Linked DNA regions of Pan troglodytes: region 2 is linked to region 1. The links are chromatin contacts, called in public Hi-C maps. All regions are on one chromosome and are shown on one strand. The core of a region is the stretch at or near the end of the contact, and the rest is flanking DNA. Distances in the headings are between cores, read along the strand shown.

Evidence for each region. A called contact is a pair of places that touch in the nucleus more often than the background predicts.
Region 2: a contact with region 1 is called in a Hi-C map of stem cell-derived neural progenitor cells, with 4 times the contacts expected there. The contact joins the promoter of PIK3C2A here to the enhancer-like site in region 1. A contact is called at or near these places in 1 of 7 Hi-C or Micro-C datasets (stem cell-derived neural progenitor cells) and 1 of 1 datasets of contacts at active chromatin or transcription factors (stem cell-derived excitatory neurons).

The regions. Positions count from the first base shown.
Region 1 is chr9:21,031,690-21,035,102 of NHGRI_mPanTro3-v2.0_pri, reverse strand. The region is part of intron 3 of PLEKHA7 (pleckstrin homology domain containing A7); the gene reads left to right. Among named protein-coding and RNA genes, the nearest start is that of PLEKHA7, 80 kb to the left of the region's middle. Within about 2 kb of position 1,897, at least 6 of the 24 cell types and tissues checked have an H3K27ac peak or open chromatin away from gene starts, as enhancers often do. A contact at or near this core is called in stem cell-derived neural progenitor cells, where this site is marked.
Region 2 is chr9:21,267,282-21,270,694 of NHGRI_mPanTro3-v2.0_pri, reverse strand. It overlaps PIK3C2A (phosphatidylinositol-4-phosphate 3-kinase catalytic subunit type 2 alpha), which reads left to right and starts at 1,574. Exons shown (of 32, transcript XR_010147498.1): 1 at 1,574-1,740.

The sequences.
Region 1 (3,413 bases), core at 648-3,147:
TGTTTCAAATGATAGGACTTTCTTCTTTTTAAAGGCAGACTAGTGTTCCATTATGTATATATATGCATGTTTTCTTTTCTTTTTTTCTTTTTTTTCTTTTTGAGATGGAGTCTTACTCTATAGCCCAAGCTGGAGTGTAGTGGCATGATCTCGGCTCACTGCAGCCTCTGCCTCCGAGGCTCAAGTAATTCTCGTGCCTCAGCCTCCCAAGTAGCTGGGAATACAGGCATGTGCCACCAAGCCCGGCTAATTTTTTGTGTATTAGTAGAGACGGGGTTTCACCATGTTGCCCAGGGTGGTCTTGAACTCCTGAGCTCAGGCAATCCACCCGCCTCAGCCTCTCAAAGTGCTGGGATTACAAGTGTGAGCCACCGCGCCCAGCCATATTTGCTTTTCTTTTCTTTCTTTTTTTTTTTTTTAGGTGGAGTCTCGCTCTCTCGCTCAGGCTGGAGTGCAGTGGTGCGATCTCAGCTCACTGCAACCTCCACCTCCCTGGTTCAAGTGATTCTCCTACCTCAGCCTCCTGAGTAGCTGGGATTACAGGTGCCTCTCACCATGCCTGGCTAATTTTCGTTATTTTTAGTAGAGATGGAGTTTTGCCATGTTGGCCAGGCTGGTCTCGAACTCCTGACCTCAGGTGATCTGCCCGCCTTGCCCTCCCAAAGTATGAGGATTGCAGGTGTGAGCCACCACACCCAGCCTCTATTTTTAATTTTTTGAGGAGCCTCTATACCATTTTCCATAATGGCTGTACGAATTTACATTCCCACCAACAGTGTACAAGGTTCCCTTTTCTCCACATCCTCACCAATACTTATCTTTCATCTTTTTGATAATGGCCTCCTAACATGTGTGAGGTGATACTTTCAGGTGTGATTGTACAACCCAGTAGCTGAGAAAACAGTAGCCTAGTCAGTGGTCATGAAAGGTGTTTAAAAATGCCAGGTCCTGTGGGGCCCAGGCCTCTGTATTCTTTATAGGTTCCCAGGGGGTGCTGGCGCAGCTGCGTTTTGGAACCAGCAGCCCAGATGACCCAATCACTTTACCCTTTCACCTGGGGATTAGGGGCCTGCAAACTCCAAAGTTGGAATGAGAGTTTTTAAACTTGAAAATGTCTCCTTCTTCTTCCACTTTGATCAGTGGAGAGGAAAATACCTTACCGAGCAGAATGGTGGCCGAGGGAGTGTTTCCCCTAGGTTGTCTCTGTGGGGGAGGGGGTGTTGCTGGAGCCCGAGTCTAACAGAGTCTAACAGAAAGCTCATTAAGACCCACAGCAAGTTGAGGCCTGTCAGTAATGAGTACTTTTATGCTGTTTTCTACAGAAATTTCGCTTCAAAACCTAGAGCCTTCAGATATCCTGATTTGCCATTCTAATTAGGTACTGAAGGAGGGCTTTGTGGGCAGGTTTGTGGCATCCTCTGTGCATACTGATTTTGCAAACCTCTTGGGAAACACTTAAAGTGAAATTCTTTGAACACATCAAAAAAGTCAGCATAAACAAACTAAAATCCCTGTGATTCCCAAACCCTAAAAATATTCTGTGACCAATTTCAAAGTCCCCCCCTCCCCTCCACTTTAAGGTTGGTATAATCCTGCCTGGTCATAGGGAGTGAGAAAGGAGGGTTTCACACGTTCGTTCGGGGAGAGGTCCCAGGGTTGAGGGTTCTGGTGGGTGGGGTGTCCAGTCCTCTTTAGGGCAGGTTATCCAGTGTCTAGATTGTTTGGGAGAAGGTGCTGGGAGAAAGGCCAGAAGCCTCAGCCTCAGGCTGGCTGGACATGGGCTGGCATGGACGCCATCTCTCCTGGCCAGCATTGCCCACCTTTAGGTCTCTAGCAGGAAGAGCCCAGGAGCTAGAAGCAGAAGCACCCAGACGGGGAAAGATCATGGGTGGCGCCACAGCAGGCTCCTGCTGCCCCCATGAGGAGAGGTTGGGAAAGTGAGTGGCTTCCCACTAAGTGAGGAGGAAACGACAGTGGAGGGCATCTTGCCTGTTTGTGTCTGTGGCTCCCTCATGAGCAGACTGGGATTTTGAGGCTGGGAATGTGTTATATCTTAAAAGCAAAGCAAAGAGCACCGGTTACCTAGATGGGAAGGCAGAGCAGCAGTGTCCTTTGAGGCCAGAGAGTGAAAGTATGAGACTTTGTAGGACTTTTGTTCTTAATCAGGTCCCTAGTGGGCCCACTTCTTAGGCCCAGATCCCTGATGCCTTTGAAACTGCCATTTAATATGGCATTACTGCCTCCCAGCATTGGGACTCCTTCCCTTCAGATCTGCTAAGGACCTCCTAACTACTCCCTTCCCCTCATGTCCCCTCACCACCCCTCACCTCCAGAGAGTGCCAGATATTCCTGGATCAAAGTTTTTATCCTGCCCCTGCTTAGAAACTTCATGGAGCTTCTATTTACCTGGCTGATAAAATCCAGTGATCTAGCCCTCCTTCTCTGCCCTTCAGGCTTTCATCCATCTGTCCATCTGTCCATCTATCCATCATCCCTTACCAAGCACCACAGGACTTTGTGAAGAGGTATTGTCCTTAAGGAACTCTCAGTCTTTTGGGGAAGGCAGACAACAGTCAATTACAGGGGTTGTGAAATCACAGAGGAGGGACACCTGTGTGAAGGGTGGGCCAACACAGTAAACACACTATTACTGGCTAGTAGAATACACTAGATGCCAGAAAGAAACCAGTATTAGTATTAGGAGGAATAATGATCATGAAGCTTTTGCATTATATAGACCTACTTCAAATTAACCTTGATTAAAATATTAACTCTTTTGGGGCCGGGCATGGTGGCTCACACTTGTTATTCCAGCACTTTGGGAAGCTGAGGTTGGTGAATCACTTAAGGTCAGGAGTTTGAGGCCAGCCTGGCCAACATGGTGAAACCCCAACTCTACTAAAAATACAAAAATTAGCTGGGCATGGTGGCACATGCTTGTAATGCAGCTACTCGGGAGGCTGAGGCAGGAGAATTGCTTGAACCCGGGAGGCAGAAGTTGCAGTGAGTAGAGGTGGTGCCACTGCACTTGAGCCTGGGTGAAGGGGAAAAAAAAAATGAACTCCTCTGATCCTTAAAGTTCTTATCTGTGAGTTGGTTAAGGCATAACAATAACATGAACTTCATAAGATTGTTGTTAAGGATTAACAATCATTAATGAGATAATGTATATTTGTGAAACATAGTAAATGCTTAATAAATATTGGTTATTAACGTTATTATCAGACAGAGAAGAAATTTTCTCCAGGATTCTTGGAGCAAAGTCACTGAAATTACAGAGAAAAACATCTCCAACAATTTGCTCAGCATGAATTCAACAAGTCTTACTAACCTGTCTGTTATAACGTACCTCACATACACAGAAAGAATGATACCAGCAGTCCAATTCAGTGAATGAGGTCTCCTGGATGAGA
Region 2 (3,413 bases), core at 325-2,824, 240 kb before region 1:
CAAATAGTTACTCTTTCCTGAAGACTCAGTGTTCTCCCAAGGCCTCTTCCTTCTTTCCTGAAGGCACACTCAGATCTGGAGCAGAAGCTAGGAAGCTACCCTGAGATAAATCACTTTCCCCACCCTTTTTAATCTTGTGAAAGAGCTGCTGCCAATTTTAGAAATTCCTCCTTTGATCAGAAGATAAAGCAGAACAATGCTGCGGAACTAAGTTGATTTCTAAGGGACATTCTTCTAGAGTGTGTAGCCTGCCTGGAAGTGTGTGTGCATAGAGGAGGGGCGGGGTTGGGGGAAAGATAGGAGTTGGAAGGGGGCGGGGGTGTACAACAGCCGGTAGCTACAGCCATAAGAAATAATCACATTTGTTTCTAGAATTCCCCATAGAATAGAAACTCCATCCAATTTTACCATCCCTGCGGAGGTGCAGGCATGTTTATTACAGCGCTATGAGGGATTCATCCACTCTACATTCCCCATTGCCCTAGCCCCCTTTCGCCAACCCCCGTCCCTGCCAAATCAGACCAATTTCTTTCTTTCCCGTTATTTGCTGAAAGTTCAACTTCTCTTAGAGCCTTCTAATTATGCGTATATCATATAGGCTGATAATTTTTAGTTTAGGCTGAGAAATGCAGCCTAAATCAGTCTGCCACATCAGACTGTGAACGTCTGGATGGTGTGGACCCCCTTCTCCTACTGCTTAAAAGACAATCTTGTTGTAAAACGCTATGGAATCGTTCCTCTCCCCTTAACATCTTTGTGCCCCAGAAGCCCCATCTGTAAATGGGGATAATTTTCCTATATCTTCCCATGGTTATGTAATTTTTAAATCTAACACGTGAGGACCAAACGCTTTACAAGCATAATCTCATTAAATTCTCAATAAGAATATATTATTATGGAGGTTGCATGTGAAAATACTTTGTAATGTAGAAAGAGCCGTCTGGCTGTGAGTTATTATCAGGGGGTTATCTTCCTTACCTGGCTGTTGTGAGGATGAAACGAGACGCCGACCTGAAAGCGTTTTACGTGCTATCAAGCATTTTACAGAAACCACGTGATAGGCTACTAATTACCCACCGTATACCACCTGACCCACCGTGAGGCCTCGGTAAATACTGGTTGGAGTGGACGAGTTTAAGTCTTGCCTGTTCCTTTCAGTCTTCCAATCACAAAGTAATCTCGACGCCGCCAGGGGCCAAGACACAAACCTGGGAACCTCAGCCTAGATGGAGGAGGGTGTGTGGTCCCGGGAGAGGGGATGAGAACAATAGGGTACTTCAGTGCCCGGGCCCTGTTTAGCGCGTCTTCGGACTCAGGGCCCGAGGGGCGGCCAGCTGGGGTGTCCGGAGAGCTCCCCTCCCCAGGTCTGGGGTGTGCACGGAGAGGCGTCCAGAGCCTGCTCAGCATTCCTCGGGAGAGAGCCAGACCCTGGTCCCCCGGGCCCGTGCGCCCCAGCGCCCCAGCGCCCCAGCGCCCCAGCTCCCTTGCTCACGCCACTCGGGAAGCGTCCACGCCCCGCCCGCCAGCTCAGGTAGGCCGTCCGCGCCAGCCAATTCGCAACAAGCCCGGGCGGGGAAGGCGGTGCTTCCCTGTCCGGAAGTGACGTGCTGCGCTTGGCTGGCTGTGGAGTCGGCCGAAGCTTTCGGCGGCGGCTGAGCCAGCTGAGGGGAAAAATGGCTCGGACTGTGGCGGCTTCGGCGGCTCAGGTTGTGGTAGAGGCGGAGGCTCAGGCAGCTTGAGGTGAGGAGCGGTCGGTGCGGCTGGGGACGATATTCGGGGTCCTGCTCTGCAAGGGTGGAGAGGGGCCCCGGGGTTCCCGGGCTGGAAGGGTCTCTTGTCGCGGCCCCCAGTGCCTTGGGTGCCCGCGTCTGACCCTCCATCCCGTGCTCTTGGCGTTGCCCAGCCCGACTCTCCCCTCCCTCCGGGCCTTGCTTCCACCCAGGCCGTGAGCAAGTGCTGCGCTGGAGGTGCGAGGAGCCCGCGTCCCCACCAGGCCCCTCTTCTCGGGAGCGGAGGTGCGCCAGGGAGTTAGTTTTGTCCCACAGAAGGAGGGCAGGCCCCCCGGCCCGCCGGCCCCCCTCCCCCGCCTTGTCCTGCGGGACCGGGCTGGAGCCGCAGTGGCCGGTCCTATTTTCTTGGCAGATTGTTAGTTCTGGCGAGTGTGTGTGTTGCACTTCTCAGTGACGGCCCCTTCTTTCACCTCCTGTCCCATCTCTGGCTCTGGGGGCCAAGGATACTTTTTCTTCTCCCCGGACCCCCCCACTCCCACCGCGTTGCCTTTAGCCGCGAATCCACTTGCTTTGGGAAGACTATTCTTTCAGTGTGTATTTAGCGCATCATCCTTCTGAGAGAGCGGTCAGATTAAAAAATACTAGCTTAACTCTTCCTGAGTGACGGAGGAATCATAAATAATTGAAGAAAAAGGCACATACTTATTTTCCTCACTGAATTTCTGGCTTTAAAAACGACATTCTCTAGCTGTGGAATTATTTTTTGGGGGAGGAGGGATTGAGGAGGGAAATGAGGAAGGAGAAACTAAGGAAAAAAGTCTGGACATAACGTGGAAGAGAGAGCCTGTTGTAGTTCTTTTCCTATACTGGCCCGATAGAAATTGAGGTTATAATTATATTCTTATTTTGAACAGTGGGGGTTTGAATTAAGTGAAACGAAGGAGGCCTGCCTCTTTGAACAAGATTAGTTATTAAAGAAATGTCCTGAAATCTTTCCTGGTGGGTTTCAGGCAGGAAAGCTCTGTTGGGAAAATTTTTAAATCTATTGTAGCATCAAAGGCCACAGCATATAAGAGATGCAAGAAGAAGAAAGCTGTTTGTAGGGGAATGGTGAAGACATAGTAGAAAGAGGGAAGGCTGCACAGAAGTCCAGGAACTAATTCCAGGAGAGACTTTGTACCTTTGCCTCCTTGGCTTGTGGTTCAAGTCTCCACAAGAGACTCCTTTAGCAGCTCTGCCATAGTTGGGGTTGGTGCTCTTTTTTTTTTTTTTAATTGACATGGGGTCTCACTGTGTCGCCCAGGCTGGCCTACCATGCCCAGCAGAATGGTGCTTTTTTTTTTTTTTTAATTTGATCTAACCTTATCTGGACAGGATGGTGCTGTTATTCACAGCAGCAAATTAGACGAAAGGACCCTAGTTGAAGTATACAGATTTTATTTTTATATAAGATATTTGTTTAGTATCAAGACAGTGGTTACATACTGAAAAACAATGTAACTGGGAATAGAGAGATTTTATTTGTTAACTCAGATTTAGTTCAAAAGTGATTTTACGTAGGTAGAAAGCACATATGGAGTTTCTTCCATAAATTCCGTAATTTTGGCTGAATTAATACATTCTAAAGCAGGTTTTTTCTTATCAAAGTGTCTTGCTATTTGTGTTTTATATGCGTGTTTCTTG